Regions from separate parts of the Mus musculus genome. Here regions 2, 3, 4, 5 and 6 are each linked to region 1. Evidence: chromatin contacts called from public HiChIP or PLAC-seq and promoter capture Hi-C data. All regions are on one chromosome and are shown on one strand. Each heading gives the region's core, a stretch centred on a gene start, on an enhancer-like site or on the middle of the called end of the contact. The rest is flanking DNA. Distances are from core to core; before and after follow the strand shown.

Region 1 (3,063 bases), core at 206-2,705:
GTCCATCACACTGCAGAGATCTCCAGTTTTCACATCCTCAGTACTGGTATGAAAAACCTCCACTTTTGTTGCTGGCGATCCAAACCAGGTTGTAGGACTTGTTCAACAAGTACTTTGGCAAAGACATCTCCCCTAATCCTCTTTGTACTAGTTTTATTCTCATAACTTTTCTGTGTGCTTGAAATAAACTACGAAACATGAGGTATGAGTTGTTTTTTAAGTGATAAATTTTTTTTTAAACCCTAGTGACAAGTTTAACACTAGTCTGGCATTAAGTGGTAAAAGCGTCAGAGGAAACTGACTTCAATCTAGATAGTCCAATACCTGGATATTTGGGGGTTTTTTTGTTTGTTTGTTTTTTGAAACAGGGTTTCTCTGTGTAGCCCTGGCTGTCCTCGAACTCAGAAATCCGCCTGCCTCTGCCTCCCAAGTGCTGGGATTAAAGGCGTGCGCCACCACTGCCCGGAGCTGTCTATTCTGCCTGTCTCTCTTGTCTTAATCTTTCTGTAGGTAAACAGCTTAACTTGCTCTGTAGACCAGGCTGGCCTTGAACTCAGAGATCGCACTGCCTTTGCCTCCCAAGCTCTGGGATTAAAGGCATGCACCACCATTGCCCGGCTCTATTCCATTTTTAAAATACCACTTCTTGACTGTGACTAAATAAGTATACATCTCTGATACCTTGACAAGCCATGAAGCATCTGCATCTCTAAAAGTGAAGAGAAACTGTAAAACACGTTCAAGTTTTTCTTTTACGAAAACCATTTATCCTGGGCCAAGTAGAAGAATGTTAAAGGGACACCAAAGAATACCTTAAAAGTTCAAAAGAAAGTTAGAATCAAGGAACTGGCCAGACCCAGAGTTACCATGGGTCGCTCACCTGGCAGTGGTAAGCAGAGGGTGTCCCGTCCCCACCAGCTTCCGCACCTGCATGGCGATATTGCTGAGCTCGTCGCTCAGCAGGCAGCGCAGGCTCATGAAGGATGCGGGGTAGCCCACGATCTTCTCCGCCTCGGACACCACCTGGTTCCAATGGGCCGGTGACCTGGAGGAGCGCCCGCGCCAGGAGCCCGCCGAGGAGATGCTGTCGAGGGATCTGAAGTACCACCAGTGGCGACTGGGGGGACCTGAAGCCCCGAGGTAACCGGACAAGCGCAACAGCAGCTGCCGGAGGCTCATAGTTTTGAGTCTGAGAGGGTCGGGGACCTGAGGAAGGTGGCCAGAAATGACACGGGAAGCAAACAAGGGCTGAGGAGAAACTTTCAGAATCTAACAGGAGACGGCGATTCCAAACCCTCAGAGAAGTATGGCTTTCTGGAGCCGTAACCAGGAATAACGTTTGCTGCTTCTGCAGCGCAGACTGGCGTAACCCCAGCGGCTGCTCAGAACTGCACTGGATACCTGCGCTGGTAACCACAGCCAGTGCCTACATGGGGGGCGCCATGTTGGAGGCATGAAATGCGGCCTGCCGTAAAGATAGGGGCGGGCTGATGAGCGGCAAAGAGTGCTCTTTACTTTACGGCACAGCTGGGACCTCCCCACTAAGGGGCGGACCCTCAGTGATGACCGGAAGGCGAGAGATGGAAGGGAGCCTGTGCCCCAGGACGTCGGTGTCCGCCCTTTGGCACCCCGCTAGCCCTGGATCTAGGCGCTCTCGGGGTCTCTGCAGCGTTTCTCCCGGCCCAACGCAGAGTGAAGCTTATGTAAATAAATGTCTGTATCGTGGGTCCGCGGCGAGATCGTAGGCCCGTGGCGCAGGCTCGTCCGGAAGCCTTTTGCTCCTGGGCGCCTTAGGCCCTTGGTGGGGGCCGCGGACCCGGGAGGGCGGCCCCGCTAGCTGGGCGACGACGTCTCCTCCGCGGCCCCCCCAGAGCTGGAACGCAAGTGGATCGGTGAGGCTGAGCCCTGCTTCCCTCAGCTTCCTGGCCGAAGTGCCAGGATTTCTGTGAAAAATCCAGAAAATAAGGATGCTGTGAGAATGGAATGAAACGTCGCTTGCTCCGGGACTGAAAATTCACTGGCATGAGTGCATTTCACATATTAGCTCACTTAATCTTTTGTTGAGTTTTAAAGATAATACTATTCCCCGGATTTTAGGGGGGATGGGGGGGAACGGAATGAGGCACAGCCAAATTGTAAGTTGTTATGGTCACATTAAGCAAAATGTGAACCTAGAGGATCTGGTATCTTTTTTTCTCCTCTCCTTTGGGTACTAGGGATAGAGGCCAGGCCTCATGCAGTAATGCTAGGCTAGTGCTCTACTTCGGAACCACATACCCGACCTAACAATTTGGTTATTTGAATACATACTCTTAACCACAACATTAAGTAATATGTTACCAAAAATTCTTTCTCATTGCTAAAGTAAAATTGTCAGTGTGACGACGCTTTCAGTGTTGGATGGAACGTTTTTTTTTTCCCCTAGGCCACAGTGGCCTGAGACTTCTTACTGTGTAGCAAACTGACCTGTAACTTCTTGACCCCATCCACCTCTCAAGTCCTGGGATTACAGACGAGGGCCAGAGGGCCACTCTGCTCTTCGGGTGCCACCTATTCAAGCACGTCTAGCATCTTGCCCTTTCTAATTAGACAAAACAAGTGTTGAAGTCCTTGTTAATCATAAAAAAATTAAAAATTACAAAACCTTAAATTCAATCCCTTGGGAAGAAAAAAGTAACATTAAGATCAGTAATATAAAAATAATAAACGACTTGTTACCTACATTTTACACTCAGGAATGGTTTTTAAAATTCATGTGAGCTTTCAAAATTCATAGTTGGTATTTTTTAAGCTCACATTATGTAAATGAACTAGAAAAACAAAGAGAAATTGTTCACACAAGATGCTTTTAGCCACAGAAGGTTTAGCGGCAAACTCCCTTTGAGTGCCAAGTCTCCTGTGATTTAAAGATTCTGTTTTTGAGCCAGGAATGGTGGTGCTTACAAGCACTCAGGAGGCAGAGGCAGAAGGATCTCTAGGTTCAAGAGCAGCCTGGTCTACATAGCCAGTTCTAGGCTAGCCAGGGCTCCAGAGTGAGGGCTCCATAGATAAAACAGCATATTA
Region 2 (3,504 bases), core at 328-2,827, 540 kb after region 1:
CGTAATCTAGGCACCTGGGAGGGGAAAGCAGGAGGGGTCAAGTGATCCTCTGCTACTCGGTGAGTTCAAGGCCAGTCAGGGCGACAAGAAACTTCATCACAAATAAATACATTAATTAAATTAAAATAGAATGAAAAGACTCCCTAAAAACAGCTTATTTAATGTAACTGCTCAAAATCAAATACAACGCTGCATATTAAAGTCATAGAGAAAGGAGCGAATCTGAAAAATACTGCATGCACTCCTATTTAAACTGCCTTGAAAGCCAAATCTTTCCACAAAGAGTGACTCTGGACTTTACTTAATGCAAATGAATGTCCCCATTTACAAAAAAAAAAAAAATCTGCTTAGTAACATTAGGCTAGATTAAAAACAAGATACACCTATTGACATTTCTATTTAGTTTAGTCAATTACGACCTCTAAAGCAACTGAAGCCACATTTTTCATGAGACTACTTGGCCCCTCAGGACGCAAGAACCATTTCCACCCCCAATCCCTGTGTCCTCCTTATTTTTCCTTTACCAGGCAACCCTGTGACTCTCACGGTGGCCGACACCGTAATCCTTTCCTAATTTATACAGTTCTTAGAGGCAAAGACTGTGTCTTCCTCTTTTGGTTTGCCTTCATTAAGTCCTTCACATTACCTTCCAAGTGACCAGGAAAGCTCTCGAGTTACAGAGAAGGCAGACTATCCTAAAATGGCAACTCACCGACCACGAACTATTACTGTATGTCGCTTTGTGTGGCCTCTCTTTGTCCCCACTTTCCGGATGAGAAAACAAGCAGAGAATGTCACTAACTTGCCAGAGAACAAGCTGATAAACAGGATGGAACCGAACTCAATACTTTGAAAAATAATAAAGGTCACACTGATAGAAACTGGTGGCTCTGGGTATGTTCGCTGCAATGTTCCAGCAAACCTGTCCCAAGAAGATGCCGGCTTACAGCATCCAGGGGGACAGCATTCCAAGCCATAAGCCCCTAAAGTCACCCGCTTGTTTCTGATACCCTAACTCCACAGACCGTCCAATGCCGTTTCCTTACTTTCCCAACCCCCCCCCCCCCCAGGTGCCGAGGCTGCTCCTCTACCCACCCCGATGTTTCGGCTGATGTTGTCCATCTTGATTGCGACCTGTTGGAAGAGCGGGTAGCAGGTCTGGCAGAGGCGCACGGGCCGAGCGCTGCGCACCATACAGGCGGTCAGCTCGGCGCTGCTATTGGCGAAGTCCATCAGCAGCTCCCGGCACTCAGGCTCCAGATCCGGCAGGTCCGGAGGTAGCAGTGACAGCGGCCCTAGACCTCCGCCCTGCAGCAAAGACAGGGTCAAGTCCTGCACCTCCAACAGCTGCTGCTCCGACAGCAGGTCCGCAAAGCCTGGGTGCCGACTGCTGGTGAAGGGGAGCGCGCACAGGGCGCACCTCCACCGCAGCAGCTGCAGCAGCAGCAGCGCCGGCAGCCACCGCCACGGCCACCCGCTACTGCGCGCCAGCTCCGCGTCCCGAGCCATCCCCGGGCCGGACTGTAACAGATAGCTCGCCCGGTGCTTCCGACAGCAGCCGCTTCCGGCTTCGGCCGGCGCAGGCCCTGAGTGGAGTCACGAGGTGAGTGCGTCACGGCCCCGCCCACCTGCCTCCGGAGGCGCGCGGGTGTGAGCGCGCCCCGCTTGGAGGTCTGTAGAGCTGCTGCAACCCCAGTGCATCCCAGGCCTCCGTCTTGCACGCTCTGCACCCTGCAGTTCCCCGCCTTCCATGAGCCTGTGGAGTTTGTTCTGGTTGCTGGAACTCCAGGGAGATGACTGCCGAGTGAGCTCCCAGAAAAACCCAGTAGACTGATGGTTTGGGCAGGTGTTCATTTTCATTGGCTCTGGATTAGTAAAATTTCTTCATCTCCTCTGGAGAGTGGATAACATCCGTTGGCAGTTCTGGTTTTGGAACTTGTGGCTTCAAAAGGCTTGATTGATTGATTTTAATTCTCAACTATCTACCCCGAACAGAACTTCCTGGGGTGATGAATATAGTCCACGTCTTAGTTAATAGGGAAGCCACTACCCACATGTAGCAGCTGAACCCTTGAATTGTAGCTACTACGATGATAGAACTAATTGTCCAATGTCACTTAATTTAAATATAACTATCTGACTAGTGACACCTGTGTACGGCTCGGATCTGGGTGTAGTGTTTTAGCGCAATAGAAATCCTACCTAATACATACACTTGAGCATACCCCACTATGTTATTATTATATATTCTATATTATACGATTATTATACCATATATTACATAACATATTGTAACATAATATGTAATATTAATATATAACATGTAATATGTGACACGTAGCATTTTATGATATGTTGTAATATGTTATATTGTATATTATGTAATGTATAATATATGTTATGATAATAAATATGTATACATTATATAATATTAATACATATAGGTATTTTTCTTCTTGGAGACAAGCCTCATGTAACTCAGGCTAGTTCTCTAACACACTAAGAAACATGTTTGCGCTATACCAGAGAATGGCCTTGAAATTCTGATCTTCCTGCCTCCCTGCTGAAAGTGCCACCATGTACCCCCATTGCCAGGTGTTTGTGGTGCTGGAGACCAAACCCAGGGCCTGGTGTGTGCTAAGCAAGCAAGCATTCTGTCAACCCAGAGACATGAGAGAGAGAGAGAGAGAGAGAGAGAGAGAGAGAGAACCATAATAACAAATCAAAAGAAAGCCTATTAATAAGTCATTGCAGTAGACACTGGAATAAAGCAAGAGGCCAGGATATAATGTGCTCAAGAGTAGGATGTGAGGGGTGGGGACATCCATGTAGAGACAGAGGTATGGGGAGGAGGTACGGGATGTGGATCAGTCGGAGAGTTGGGGGGGGTAATAAAATATGGAGTGTAAAATAATTAATTAATTAATTAAAAAGAGAAAGAAAGAAAAAAAAGAATAGGATAGGAAAAAAACCATTGTAGGGCCATCCAGCAAGATGGTTCAGCAGGTGTTGTGTTCATGGTTCCAGGGGGCTAGCATCCACAGCGGCAGGGGAGGCAGCAACAGGCTGGAGCAGGATACTGAGAACTCACATCTTAAACACTGAGCACAAGCTGAGAATGAATGGGAATTGTGGGAGTCTTTACATTCTCAGAGCCCACCTCCAGTGACACTGCATCAGGGCTGTACCTCCTAAACCTTGGCAAACAGTGCCCCAACGGGGGACCAAGTGTTCAAAGGTCTGAGACTCTGGAGTTATTATCATCATGTCCTGGTCTGAATGAGAATGCCACCATAGGCTCATATCTTTCTATGTCTACTCCCTAGTAACATACTGCTTACAGAAGATTTAGGAGGCATGGCCTTGTTGGAAGAGGTGTCATTGGGAGTCGGCTTTGAGGTTTTGAAAGCCCATGCCAGGCCCAGTGTCTTTGTCTGTGTGTGTGTGTGTGTATGTATGTATGTATGTATGTATGTATGTATGTATGTATGTATATATTTGTCT
Region 3 (3,506 bases), core at 307-2,806, 850 kb before region 1:
GAACTAAAGAAATACCACATTCTCCCCTGCCCTTGTGTGTGTGTGTGTGTGTGTGTGTGTGTAGCCAGTACATTTATGTTCACTTCTAACCAGTGTCTTGTTCATAAGAGTGGCTGTATTATATACTGTTTCAGGCTCTAACTGGGAAATGCCTTGATGCACACAGAGGTACCTTTAGGTAACTTCCTTTTCAATAACTATAAGGTTAGGAGAACTCACTAATAATACTTGTTCAGACGGCAGAGGGCAGTACAGCATCAGTTTATACGCCCCGTCAGTCAATGCAGCTGTGTTGGTTGTGAGCCTAGCTGAGCCACTTCTATAACCAGTCCCAGGCACTTACTCGGGCACTTTGAGCTCTGCATTAATCCCTACCCACTATAACACAAAGCAGTGCACATCTGTCTGCTCCAGGAGCTAGGAGGACAGCAGAAGTGTGGGCCACAGGCTGAGGATTCCCACCCCTTACCTATCTGTACTGGGCTGTTTTCTTTTTTAAAGAGCCCAACACTGTTTTACGTAAGCTTCAGGGATTTTTCTGAGAAAAGGTATGTGGCTCTCTAACATAAGAGGATTCACTAGCAAGGATACAACCTTACCATTATTTTTAACAAAATCAATTGCAGGGAGATGGTCTCTCTGGTTTTGCAAAAGAAACTCAAATGAAGGAAAACAGGAAGGATAAAGTGAAAGGAGCTGACAGCTGTTTCCCACTCTTAGCCATGACCCTGAGTAAATGCAAGCACTTAACAAATATTGACTAAGGCAGAGTAATATCTGCCCCTTAAAAGGGAAACAGGAAAGACTTTAATTAAGCCCAGTATGATGAAGCACACAGAACCAGATGGAGTGTTAGGAGTTCAAGGCCAGCCTGGTCTCCATAGTGAGTTCCGGACCAGCCAATGCTTCACAGTGAGACTCTGTCTCATGAGAAGAAAGAAAAAAATTTAGAAATTATTATAATTATCAAATTAATAAACAGGTTCTGTTAAGACTCCATTGCAAGATGGCAGTTTTAGAGGATTTAATTTTGTTTTATTAACCAAAACGATTGTTGTCCAGTAATGACTGTTTTATTTTTTTTAATAGCTTTTATTTTAGATTACAATATAATTATATTATTTCCCCCATTCTTTTCTTCCCTCCAAACTCTCTCACAAATCCTCCCTTGCTCTATTGTAGCCTATTTATTTATGTATTTATTTATTTTGGGTTTTTCGAGACAGGGTTTCACTGTATTGCCCTGCTGTACTGGAACTCACTCTGTAGACCAGGCTGGCCTCGAACTCAGAAATCTGCCTACCCCTGCCTCCCAAGTGCTGGGATTAAGGGCGTGTGCCACCACTGCCTGGCAACATTTAGCCTTTCTTATGGTTCCTCTAGCCTAATTGTTAGGAGTGAAACTAAAATTTACTTCATTAGGCATGAAAAAGTACCCAACTTTCCAATTGGCTTTTGCTGTTGCAAACATTTATCAAGGTTGGCTTTTAGGCTAGGGAGATTTTAAGTGTCTAGTCCTTATGCAACTGTTCTTCAGAACTGAGTGTGTTATAGCCCTAGGCCTCACAGACCTCCAGAGGTGGGGGTGTGGGTTTGTTCCTTTTTATGCATGTTGATATCTGGCATGGCTAGATAGATGACAGTGATAAGATTCCCAGAATCTATAAAGCTTCTGCATGACTCCCAGTGTTTTCTTTCTATGTAGTAGAAAGAAACCATCTTGTAGGTTGTATTTTAGGCCATTACCCTACAGTCTTGGGGTTGTGGGTTTGTTTTGTGTTGTGTTGTGTTGTGTTTGTTTGGTTTTCGTTTTGACAGGGTCTCACTTTGTAGCTATCCTGGAACTCATTATTTAGACCAAGCTGACCTGGAACTCACAGAAATTCTCCTGCCTCTGCCTCTGACTCCTGGGTGCTGGGATTGAAGGCACTGTGTTTTAGGATAAACACTTGTACAATAACTTTACTGTGGCTGAGGCATCTAGAGGAAGTGAGGAGTCCTTACAGGTGATAGGAGCATCTGAGGTGTGTGAAAGGCTGCCCTGCAGCTAAGCCTGCCTCATGATGACCTCTGGGCCCACACATCTCCTGGCCTTTCATTCCCGCTCACCTAAGTCCTGGAGCAGCGTGTGAGATGATGATTGGAGTGGCCAGGTGCGTGGCTGCTGTTTGGATCTGGGTCATGAGGAAAGGGAAGTCACTGGTATCTCCTCCTCCCTCAGAGGCAGGTCTGAAGTAATGAGTGTGCCTCAGACAGCACTTCCTGTTTCAGAAGAGCACTAGGCCAGGCCCTTCCCTGGGACTGCAAACGATAGCTCTCTCCTCCTCTGGCCACTGATAAGAGACCTGCCTCAGGACGGTGTGTATCTTGAGTCCGGGAGATCACGAGTACAGGCTTACCAAACAGAATCAACCCTTGGGTCCATGCTAAGCCTTACTAGTGTATACCATGAGTGAAAGGAGCAAGCAGACAGGCATCCTGGGTTCAGCCTACTGTGAGGCCTAAATCACATGGGTTTCTACTTCGATGCCTCAGATTCAGTCATAAACATGGCCTGACTCTACCTGTATCAGTGTTACAGTAAGTGTGGGGAGCTTGTTTCACGAGAAAGCCGGGCAGCAGGTAGAGAGCATCCGTTTTTGCCTCTCCCCACTCATTCTTTCCTAATAGAATCCTAGGTTTGTCAGATGTCTGTTCTCTGAATGGACACAGTGTCCTTCAGGCTCCAGGCTCAAAGGAGCAGGTCCAGGAACTGGTTTGTCGTGTAATGACATGTGACAAGAAATGGCTTTTGGGATATTTCCTCATTTCTGAGGAAGATGCACAAGAAGATAGCCTGGCATTTCTGTGATGTCTGGAACTGGAGAAGCCACAGAATCTAGAAGCAGTTGAGTTCACTGATTAAGCTCAGGAGCTCTTCTTAGTTTATATGTTAATAAACATTTTTTTTTATTGGTTTCTCTGAGCTAGATTTTGGGTTACTTAGAGGGGAAAGGATCCTGTACTATAAACAGGCAAGGATTGGCTCACAAGCAAAATATGTAGAAAGAACAAACAGCTTTGCCATCTTTGGACCATTTAACATGGATGGTGCAATAGAAGAGACAGCTCAGTTCTTGGACACCTGCCTTCACTCTCATAGGGGGCACACGAGAACATTTTCATCTCTTCAATCTCCAATAAATAAATATATATATTTTACTCCAAAGATCAGTATTAAGGACAGTAGACTATCTATACAATTTTGCTCTACTGCCCCAATTTATAAGAAATGATACTGTTTCAGGGTGTGGGTGTCTTTTCTCGCTTCCTATTCCTCTTGGCATATTTGTGAGCAGAGGGCAGATGGTTAGGGATAGAGAAGAGCTTGTGAAGAAAGGCTTTATGAAAGGTGTATCTGCGTAAGTCTTCCTACCTCCTCAGCTGTCGGGTGCTTCTCAGCTGTTATTCTCCAGTGTGTGTGTGTGTGTGTGTGTGTGTGTGTGTGTGTGTGTGTGTGTGTGTAT
Region 4 (3,233 bases), core at 679-3,178, 930 kb before region 1:
AGTTCTCTTAACCACTGAGCCATCTTTCCAGCCTGCCAAATTTTAACCACATGGATTCCTTTTCTCTGAGGTGGAACCTGGAAAGCCAACATTTTCCTTGTAGTTAGCAAGCAGCTAAAGGACTCAGATTCAAATTAGGTGTAAAATAGATTTAAAAACTGGAATTTGGGGACTGGATAATGGCAAGATGGCTCAGCGGTTAAGAGCAGTCCACTGCTCTTCCAGAGGTCCTGGGTTCAATTCCCAGCAACCACATGGTGGCTCACAACCATCTGTAATGGGATTTGAGTCCCTCTTCCTTCATGCAGGTGTACATGCAGATAGAACAAACGCACACACATAAATACACAAACATAATATATATGTGTGTGTGTATGTGTGTGTGTGTACAGATCTTTTAAAATTTGGAATTTTTTAAACACTTTTGAAGAAACATGAAAATGCTACAAAACCATTTGTTACCTTGTCCCTGCAGGATTCACCAGTGCTGAGCATATATGCACATCCTCTTACTGAGTTTGAACCCCTGTGTGTGTCTCCAATAGAAATGAATGCTTATGTCTGAGGACCACACCAGCTTTACTTATAATAACTCCAACATGAAAACAATCTATATGTCCACCCACAGTTGACTATGGGATAGTCATACCATGCAATAGGAGTACACATTTTTTAATGGCCAGAAGCAAGAATATAAATAATTTTCACACACTAATACCGAGTGGAGGTATTTTCTTTCCTTTTGTTGTTGTTTTGTTTCATTTTTGTTATGTTTTTTGGTTTGTTTTGGTTTTGGTTTATTGAGACAAGGTTTCTCTGTGTAGCTCTGGCTGTCCAGGAACTCACTCTGTAGACCACCAGGGTGGCCTGAAACTTACAGAGATCTGTCTGCCTCTGCCTCTCAAGTGCTGGAATAACAGGCATGTGTTCCTGGGCCCACCATGATTTGTATGCTTTAACCACAATGTAGTCTATATCTTGTAACAAACGTAAAGAAAATAATGGAATAATAATGCATGTTCTCTGGATGAGTAAGTGAAGGATTGAAATCATGAGCTGCATCTGCAAAGAAGCGAAGAAGAAGGCTTTGCAGCGTGGTGGCATTCCGTTTTAGAGCAGTGGTCTTAAGCCTCTTCGTATGTTAATGATGTCCAAAGGATTGTTACTGAACTTCCTTCGCTTAATACCACTGCCTTTGCATATTAGTGCTGCTTAAGTAAAGAAAGTTACTAGCAGTAAAAGATGTGACGCATACCTTATGGGTCTGACGTTCAATTCACTGTGAGGCGTATATTGAGCCCTTTCAGAACTGCAAAGCTTCGCTAATGTCCTTCTCCGTGTGGTTTTTAATCCCTTGATGCTTTACGGGATGCGAATCCAAACTAATTCTTCAGACTCTTGAGGAGAGTGGAGAAGTTGGCACTCCCGTGCTTACAAACAGCATCACAAACCGCCCAGCACGTGATTGCCCAAACCACCCAGAGTGAAGGAGTCCTAATTGCTGGGCGGCCTGGACAGGGGACGTGCCTCTCCCATCCTTCTCCAGATGGGGTTGGCTAAGCAGCCACTCACCCAGCCAGCCGGATTGCCAAGAGCTGCCAAGGAACTCCAGTGGGTGACCCACTGCAGCTGCACCCCTGCTATTACAGAAACCGGACCAGGCTCCGGTTGGGGGGGGGCAGTTCCCGACATGTCCGGTAGGGGGCGGCGCTGCGCCGCATCCGGGGGCGAGGGGCGGGATTGTGGTACCCGAGGCTCCCGAGACCTCTGCACCTGGCCGCGCGGGGGCACTGTGGAGCGACCCAGCCAGCTCCCGCCTCCCAGCCTTGCTTAGTCGCTGTCCTTTAACCCTCCACTGTCCCTCGCAGGGGCAAGGGGGCGGGGTCCGGCGCCGAGCGTGATAGGGCAGGCAAGCGAGCGCCCAGGTGAGTTCTTCCAGCACCGCTGGGCCCCGGGGAGGACTGAGTCTGAGCCCGCAGAAGAGGCACAAGAGGAGATGCCGTTGTCGCCACCATCGCAGGGCGACCCCAGGGAGGCCAGCCCGTCCAAGGCCCCCAAGAAACACCCCACCTTCCATATCTGGCGCTCCAAGAAGAAGCAGTCTCCATCGTCCAGCTGTGGGGTGTTTATCCCTCACCCGCCCGGGGCTTTCGGGGAGACCAGGTAAGCGCTGAGTGTTCCGATCCCCTCCTGCTCCGTGGCTCAGCCGGTTTTGCAAAGTTCGTCCCGCCCCGAAACTATACCACAGGGTCCAGGACCCTCAGCCTGTACTCTAGAGTCTCATTCATGGGACCTTAGTTTTGACTTTCTTAAGTCTGCACCTGCAGCTGAGAAAAGCAGGGCAGCCAAGGGTTGGAATCAAAAATGAATGCCTTTAGGAATGCCTTGGAGCTCTGGAAATACTCTAATTTTAGCGCCTTAATCGTAAAGTACCTCATGTTCATGGATATTAGTCTCCACTATTCTCACAGATCCAGAGGAGGAGGAAGTAGAGGGGCTAGCTGACTCTATTAAATGGATAGAGAAAAGGTGGCCTTGGGGTAAATGTCCCCCAGAGACTCAGTGAGTAGCCAAACCAGGGAGTACCTCGTTCTTAAAATATAAGGATTGCGACTGTACCTTAGTGACAGGGTGCTGGCCCAGCTTGTGACAGTCCCAAGGTTCACGTCTCAACACCAAAAGGAAAAAAACTTGGCTCCTGTTTTAAATTATACATAGATTGTGTGTGTGTGTGTGTGTGTGTGTGTGTTGGTTTTATTGTGCATGTGTAACTTTCAGTTATCCTATCAGAATTGATGGTTAGTTTCCTGTCTATCAAAATGTAATAACACACGACTCTTGGTATTTTATTCAAGAGAAAACAAACTGATACCAAAGTGACAAGTAGATTTTCCTTCTCGAACCTTTCTGTGTTTTAGGCCATCAGGAAACACTTCATTCTGTCCTTCAGAACTCCGAGGAACTCTGTGTTAACAAAAGCTCTGGAAACAAATGTACTTGCCAGCCCTTGGGATATTTTTCTAGTCTGGGCATCTTTACAAGCATTTCACTCCACCTGGGAGGAAGTTCTAGAAGTTCAAAGCAGACGGCCAGATGATCAGTGCAGCTTCCACTGCGCCCAGGTCCTAGCACAGACTTTATTGTTGTTGTTTTCATTATCACTTAGAGTCCCAGGTTTAGCCCAGACCCAACGGAACCTTCACCCTCATTCCACAGCCTTCCGGGCACTGGGA
Region 5 (3,219 bases), core at 581-3,080, 680 kb before region 1:
AACATATTCATCTTCAGAAGACACACGTGAGTTCCCATAAGCGAGACTGACAATATTTTTGCCAGTTTTTTCCAGAATTAAAGTAATTTATAAATACAAATCAATTTGTTCACCACTATAATAGAACCACAGTATAGAATATAAGAATACATTTAAGGAATGCTCTCCCCAAGCTGTTCAATATGACCCAGCAAGAGAAATTAGGATAACATTATCCCAGCTTCAGCGGGTGTATAACAAGAAAACACATTTAAGCTGGAGGTGGGGAGTGGGGAATGGGGATATGAGAAATGACGAGGATGCTGTGCCCCTATCAGGAGTTCTGCTCTGTTGCTTGGTACACTGGGCCTATAACAGAAGCTGTGAACCGTGGGACAGCAAGAAGGATACAGGAATTACATAGACCCAGACTCTGAACTGATGGGGAAACATAGCCAAACTCTGGAGCCTGTGCTGGACCCTAAAATTACCACAGAGCAAATTAACTGTAGATATCACTTCTCGGTCCCAACTCATATGTGAAAGGAAACAAACACATTTAATAAAAGATTAAAGTATACCTTAGCAGTTGTGACAACAAAACGTCGTAAATATTTGCAGGGATAGTATCAGAAACCAGATGGCTCTGCCTATAGTGGTGCTTGCTACCAAGCCTGGTGGTCAGTTTAATGCCCGGAGCCTACCTGGTAGAAGGAAGAAACTCACTCCCACAAGATGTCCTTTGACCTCCACTTGGGCCCTGTTCCACACACCCAAACACAAAATAAATACATGTAATAAGAAACCTAAATGACTCCCTCACGCCAACCTAAATGTAGTCTATTAACTAGGTGTGGTCTACACCTGCTAAATCCCAGGCCTGGAGAGGCAGAGCAGGAGGGCGGCAGAGTGGAGACTAGTCAGTGGTATACAATGAATTGGAGGCCAGCCTGGGCTAGACAACGACCCCTTGTTTCAAAAGAAAAACAACAAAACACCTGTGTGCCCAGTGAATTTTGATTTAAAACCAAACAAACCCGGACAACTTACTTCTCATATTAACATCTATAGGATTTACACTGGCAGCGTGGACTTTGATAATGACTTCATTTGGATAGTGTATGATAGGTAACATCATGTTCTGGGTGAATCGAAGGACTTCATTCTTTCCATATTTATCTATCACCCAAGCGGGCATGACAGTGCTCCTCGCAGACGTAGTACTAATGCCTCTAAATGGTGGCTTTGGGATAACTGTCCTTCTCCAGAAGCAGGCGGCGGCACAAGCACTTCTTCTAAGTACACAGGTCTTCAAAACGCCCATCCTGAGCAGGGATGGAGAACGTTTCCTCGAAAAAAAGAAAAGAAAAAAAGAAAAAGAAAAAAGAAAGGAGGAGCGGGGGTGGGGGGTGCGACGGTGGAGAGAAAGGACCTGAAGCAGGTCAAACTAACACATTTCAATTCAGCCAAAATCTGCCAAACCCACAGGTCAATTAAGCGAGGGGGAGCTTTCAGAAGCAAACTCAACCTAAAGCCGCGACGGAATTAAAATAGAATTGCTACTGTGCTCCCCACGTCAGAAATGTCCCAGTTGGCGTCCAGTCAGTACACTGGCCATTCCTTCCTTACGCTCTCCTTCCCCTTAAGGAAAAAAAAGCAAGCAAGCAGGGAGTCCTCAGAGGGACAAGCAAACAAGGCTAGCAATTCCTAGGTCAGGCGGATTCCTGACACGACCCCGGCCGCGGTCTCCTTGCCTGTCCGCGCGCCTCCGGTCGCCGGCGCGCGAGCCAATCGTGTGCAGAGATCATTTCCGCCGCCCGGAACTCGACCAATCCAGGCGCTCGTTGTTAAAGAGGAGCCAAGATGTCTGCGCCCATGTAACGCCGGTGGCAGAGATTGACTCCTTCCTCTGTTCCGGGACCCGGTGCTACCGGCTGACTCCGAGGGCTATGCTGGGCCGGACTCTCCGAGAAGTGAGTGGACATGGCCAGGAGGGGACCAGGGAGGGCTGAGACACTGGAGGACTCGGAAGTTCAAGGTCGCCCCGGGTCACGCCGCACGGCACGCCCCCCCCCCCCGACCGCCTACATTCCTGAGTGGGAAGTGGGATTCGAACCTAAGCTCTTACCGTACACGCTGAGTCAATCCCCTAGAGTCAGAACGTCAAAAAGTTTGAACCCCTGAGCCGTGGAGTGGAACGACAGTCAACCCGCGCGATTAGGGAGAGGTTTCTCAGACAAGCCATCTCAGTCCCGTCGCTGCTGTGCTCGCTTAGGGACGGGGCGGTTTTGTAGCATGCACATTTGAAACAAACAAAAAAATTGGTGGCTTAAAAAAAAAAACAAAAAAAAACTAGGATTTCTACCACATCGTGTTTGAACATCTACTTAAGCTGTAGGTCGCAACCACAAATGTAGGAGAAAATGTGACAGCAGTTTTGAAAGGGAAGGAGGAGTGTTCCTGAGACAGTGGGCAAAGTTAATTCAAAAATCAAACTGTGAGTTGTGAGTTCAAGGTGTTTCTGACCGCACCCAGCGGTGCTTCCTCACGACTCTCTGCAGCAGGGTATGTGTGCACTGCCCAGCAAATGCTGCCGGAAACATCTCAACTCAGAATCGAGAGTATTGTTTATTAAGATTTAACATATGAGCAACTTTTCTAAACTTGTAGAAACATAATTATTTAATTTCAGAAAGCAAAACCTTTTAATATTTTACTAAATCGTTTTTCAGCTTGTCATACCCTAAGTGTGAAATGCGTGCATCTTTGGGATTTGTTGCTTTAAGGTGCTTGATTCTAAAAATGGCTGAGTTATTGACTTGAGTCTCATTCAAAAATCACTAAATAAGTTTTGATGTGAGATTATTCAGCTTTTTCCCAATATGGCGCTAAACATGCTCCTACAATTTTGTACAACATATTTATGCAAAGTGGTGTTCTCAGCACTGATATATCAAATCAAAATATTGGTAAACTGAAAAAAAATGAAAAACGTTGAGGAAACCTACAGCCAGGATTTAATTCTTTATTTAAAAATAAGCAAGTCTATGCATTTATTGGTATGCAGGTTTACTTTCATCTTTAATAGTAGAATTATGTACACCAAATAATTTTGTAAATATCTATATTTATTTATTTATTTATCTATTGTATATGGGTCTTTTGACTGCATGTATGTCTGCACACCAGAAGAGTGTATCAGATCCCATGTCACTACAGTCTTAAGTGGTTGAGAGCTGC
Region 6 (3,285 bases), core at 280-2,779, 780 kb before region 1:
TATGGTTAAAAAATTTGCTTCTACTAATGTTTGTGTAAAATTCCAAGGAAGTCAGTCTTAGGACCCTGGAAGTTATAATGTTAACTCATCCTTTTGTCTTAGCAAAAGGCAAGCAGCCAAGCAAGCCCTATGAACACTGCCATTTTCATTCTAGTAAAATATTTATGCATATGAAACCACTGGGAATAAGGCAGAATGCTGATGAGCAGCAGGTTTAGGAAAGATTTAAAAACACTTTCCATGTTCAGAGGGACAGCTCAGTGGATACAGTGTGAGGACCTGAGACCCATAGAAAAGGTGGTCATGGGAATGAGTGTCTCTAATCCCAGCATTCCCGTAGTGAGATGGAAGATGGAGCCAAGAAAAGCTTGGCAGCTCCCAGACCTGACAACTTGGGTGTGCAGTGCTGAACATCGAGAGACTGTCTCAGCAAAGTCGAACCTTGACACCCATGGTTGTCCTCTGACTTCACACATGCATGCATGCATGCATAAATACATACTGCGCATTTAAAATATGGGAAGGCATTAAGTATTTAAATTTGTTCCTTATACCTTGTAATGTCTGCCAGTTCAGTGCCACTCACTGTGAATGAATATGAATACTTGGTAAATTAATAGTTTCTTAGATTTATAGTCTCATCTGTCATATGTAGGTAAGATACTTTATATTAAAAATATGTGCTAGTGTTTGTAGGATTGTTTAGGAAGTTTCATGGGAAAGCAGATACACACCAGGGGATGCGGACTTTGTGGTCTCTTTGGCAGCTGGTTTGTATGTCGACTTAACACCAGGCTGCTAACTGCCCTGTTGCTTTGTCCTTGCAGCCCCGCCAGACCCAAACATGTGGAACTAAATCTGAAAACTCCGAAGAATCCTGACAGTTTGGGAAATGAGCACAACTCATTTAGCCAGCCAGTTCATAAGGGGAACACAGCCAACAAAATCTCCTTATTTGAAAACAAGCGGGCTAACAGTAGCCCCCGCCACCCCGACGTCCGTAACACAAGGAACAATCCTCCCTCTAGTAAGACATTTGTTGGGAGGGCGAAGCTGAACTTAGCCAAAAAGGCCAAAGAAATGGAGCAACCCGAAAAGAAAGCTGTGTCAACCAGCCACCAGAATGGCCTGGTGGTCAAAGAGCCATCTGCAGAAGGGAAAGGCACAGCAGTCCCTGTCCCCAGAGAAGAGATTCGTCCAGCCACCAGAGGAGGGGAAGGAGAGTCCACCAAGGATCAGGTCCTCCGCCCTGAGCCTGAGCAAAGTGATAAGCTGGATGTACAAACAGACACTGCCTATCCTTCCCACCCAGGGCCCACTGCTCTGGTTCCTGTGAAGGACTCTGAGCTCTCAGGAGAGGGCCAGCCAGAGGCTGCTGACAGCAAAGGCCCCGTCCTTAACAACACAAGTGATGTTGCACAGGACATCGCTGCCATTTGTGATGCCAGAGAGGCTCCCCCAAAGCCACAGGATGCATTTTCTGACTCACAGCCAGCTTCAGCGGCTGAGTCAGCTAGGGAGTCATCTCTCCCGCCTTCTGCACCCATTTCTGTGGACGCTCCCCAAGATGGCTGTGTTCAAGTTCCCATATGCAGTGTTCCCTGCACTGCTCTAGAAGTGTCAGAAAACCACAATGGGTGTGTTTCGCCAGTCTCTCCTCACACTGAGAAAACTCCCATCTCCAAACCTGGAGTGGGAGAAGCCAGTCCCCCTTCCACTCCAGAGCACAGCCCAGAAACTATGGGGAAAGACTGTCCCTCCAAAGTCCTCGTCCAGGTCCGGTCCTTTGTGCTTCCCGTGGAGAATCCTCAGGATGTGAGCTCTCAGGTCATCTCAGAGAGCTCTGAAGTTAGAGAGGCACAGCTGCCAAGCTGTCACAGTAATGAGCCTGAAGTGGTGTCTGTCACCACTTGTGTTCCGCAGCACGAGGATGCACCAGACACATCACCCAAGGACATCCATCACAGAGAAGGACATGTGGCACAGTCTCGACCACACATCACACAGTCAGGACCTGAGAAGGCTCCGCCCATCCAGAGCAGCAGTGGGATGCCCCAGACAGCGGAGTTCATCCTCACCCACTCTCCCAGCAGCAGAAGTCATGCAGAAGGCCCCCAAAGGCCAGGTCAAGATGCGACCAGCCCACTTACCCCTACCAGGCTTTTGAACATTTCTGCTGGTAGTGACAATAGTGTCTTGGATTCTTCTTCTGATATGGAAAAATTCACTGAAATTATTAAAAAGATGGACAGTGCAGTATGTGTGCCCCAGAAAAAGAAGAAGGCCCGGGTCCCAAACTCTCCAGCCCCTCACTTCGCTATGCCTCCCATTCACGAGGACAGTTTGGAAAAGGTGTTTGATCCCAACGTGTTCACCATTGGTTTAGGGAAGAAGAAGGAAAGCCTGGCAGAGGTGTCACCAGCTTTGCACTTGTTGCAGAACCACGACCCCATATCCAAACTGAGAGCCAAGCGTGCATCCACCGAGCAGAGCATCGTCTTCAAGTCCTTGCACACTAACAGTAATGGGAAGAGCGAGCCACAGACCACTTCAGAAGCAAGTGACAAGGAGAACAGGGACATCAACAGCGGCGGCGTTAAGAGGTCACGGCTAGAAAACAGCACGCTTTTCTCAAGCATGCTTTCTTCTCTGCCACAAGACAAAGTCTTTTCTCCCTCCGTGACGTCAGTCAACACAATGAGCACATCTTTTAGCACTTCTCAGAACAGCTCCGTATCTCAGTCATCAGTGGTACAGCCCAGGAAGGAGGGTGGCCTGCCCTGTGGCTCAGACAAAGAACAGCCACACCTTGCACCCCACAACTCCTTAAAGGTCTTCAATTTCAATTCATCAAATACATCTCGTCTGGGTTCCAGCCACATGGAAAAGTACCCACAAAAAGAGGGAAGCAAGGAAGATGTGAATTCTCAGGGCAACCTACAATTGCCAGAAAACAACCTTTCAGACTTACCCAAACTGAAGAACAGCGATGGCGTGGAAGGTATTCTGAAGTCAAACCTGCCGAATGTTGGGAGCGTGGACGCGGACTTCCTGGGCCTTTTCAAAGCAAGCCGGTATGACCCAGGCCATTCCTTTTCTGGAATGTCCTTATCAGACTCTATGGTAAGTACTAATTCTTATTTAGATGGGATGTTTCTAAACCTAGAGGCAGTGAGGGGCTCAGGTTGTATTTTTACAGGGGTTGTACATGTGCAATAAGTTTCTATTTGTTTACCATGTACCTTTTGTTTTGTTTTGAGACAGGGTTTCTTTGTGTAGCTCTGG

Evidence for each region. Promoter capture Hi-C pulls out the DNA fragments that hold promoters and counts their contacts. HiChIP or PLAC-seq counts read pairs in DNA pulled down with a chosen protein or histone mark.
Region 2: a contact with region 1 is called in a promoter capture Hi-C map of pre-B cells, with 2.5 times the contacts expected there. The contact joins the promoter of Ostm1 here to the promoter of Pdss2 in region 1. A contact is called at or near these places in 1 of 39 promoter capture datasets (pre-B cells) and 1 of 484 Hi-C or Micro-C datasets (muscle stem cells).
Region 3: a promoter capture Hi-C map of pre-B cells shows a contact between it and region 1, with 2.3 times the contacts expected there. The contact joins the enhancer-like site here to the promoter of Pdss2 in region 1. A contact is called at or near these places in 2 of 39 promoter capture datasets (the C10 cell line and pre-B cells), 1 of 15 datasets of contacts at CTCF or cohesin (large pre-B cells), 4 of 484 Hi-C or Micro-C datasets (B cells, the Ba/F3 cell line, pre-B cells and 1 more) and 3 of 115 datasets of contacts at active chromatin or transcription factors (bone marrow-derived macrophages, large pre-B cells and pro-B cells).
Region 4: a promoter capture Hi-C map of pre-B cells shows a contact between it and region 1, with 7 times the contacts expected there. The contact joins the promoter of Crybg1 here to the promoter of Pdss2 in region 1. A contact is called at or near these places in 3 of 39 promoter capture datasets (liver and pre-B cells), 1 of 15 datasets of contacts at CTCF or cohesin (large pre-B cells), 1 of 484 Hi-C or Micro-C datasets (pro-B cells) and 2 of 115 datasets of contacts at active chromatin or transcription factors (bone marrow-derived macrophages and large pre-B cells).
Region 5: a promoter capture Hi-C map of liver shows a contact between it and region 1, with 3 times the contacts expected there. The contact joins the promoter of Qrsl1 here to the promoter of Pdss2 in region 1. A contact is called at or near these places in 3 of 39 promoter capture datasets (hippocampal neurons and liver), 2 of 484 Hi-C or Micro-C datasets (CD4 T cells and palatal mesenchyme) and 2 of 9 other capture datasets (adipose tissue and liver).
Region 6: an H3K4me3 HiChIP or PLAC-seq map of bone marrow-derived macrophages shows a contact between it and region 1, with 5 times the contacts expected there. The contact joins the enhancer-like site here to the promoter of Pdss2 in region 1. A contact is called at or near these places in 4 of 484 Hi-C or Micro-C datasets (B cells, CD4 T cells, LSK cells and 1 more), 3 of 115 datasets of contacts at active chromatin or transcription factors (bone marrow-derived macrophages, large pre-B cells and pancreatic cancer cells) and 1 of 9 other capture datasets (adipose tissue).

The regions. Positions count from the first base shown.
Region 1 is chr10:43,219,878-43,222,940 of GRCm38.p6, reverse strand. Pdss2 (prenyl (solanesyl) diphosphate synthase, subunit 2) reads right to left here and starts at 1,455. Exons shown (of 8, transcript NM_027772.2): 1 at 881-1,455. The coding sequence starts at 1,179.
Region 2 is chr10:42,676,989-42,680,492 of GRCm38.p6, reverse strand. Ostm1 (osteopetrosis associated transmembrane protein 1) reads right to left here and starts at 1,577. Exons shown (of 6, transcript NM_172416.3): 1 at 1,096-1,577. The coding sequence starts at 1,509.
Region 3 is chr10:44,068,066-44,071,571 of GRCm38.p6, reverse strand. The region is part of intron 1 of Crybg1 (crystallin beta-gamma domain containing 1); the gene reads left to right. Among named protein-coding and RNA genes, the nearest start is that of Crybg1, 79 kb to the left of the region's middle. Within about 2 kb of position 1,556, at least 122 of the 459 cell types and tissues checked have an H3K27ac peak or open chromatin away from gene starts, as enhancers often do. A contact at or near this core is called in B cells, the Ba/F3 cell line, bone marrow-derived macrophages and 2 more, where this site is marked.
Region 4 is chr10:44,147,523-44,150,755 of GRCm38.p6, reverse strand. Crybg1 (crystallin beta-gamma domain containing 1) reads left to right here and starts at 1,928. Exons shown (of 22, transcript NM_001368305.1): 1 at 1,928-2,163. The coding sequence starts at 1,997.
Region 5 is chr10:43,900,347-43,903,565 of GRCm38.p6, reverse strand. Qrsl1 (glutaminyl-tRNA synthase (glutamine-hydrolyzing)-like 1) reads left to right here and starts at 1,830. Exons shown (of 11, transcript NM_001081054.2): 1 at 1,830-1,952. The coding sequence starts at 1,929. It overlaps Rtn4ip1 (reticulon 4 interacting protein 1), which reads right to left and starts at 1,759. Exons shown (of 9, transcript NM_130892.5): 1 at 1,030-1,759. The coding sequence starts at 1,303.
Region 6 is chr10:43,996,890-44,000,174 of GRCm38.p6, reverse strand. It overlaps Crybg1 (crystallin beta-gamma domain containing 1), which reads left to right. Exons shown (of 22, transcript NM_001368305.1): 4 at 828-3,123. Among named protein-coding and RNA genes, the nearest start is that of Gm40636, 30 kb to the right of the region's middle. Within about 2 kb of position 1,529, at least 80 of the 459 cell types and tissues checked have an H3K27ac peak or open chromatin away from gene starts, as enhancers often do. A contact at or near this core is called in bone marrow-derived macrophages, pancreatic cancer cells and regulatory T cells, where this site is marked.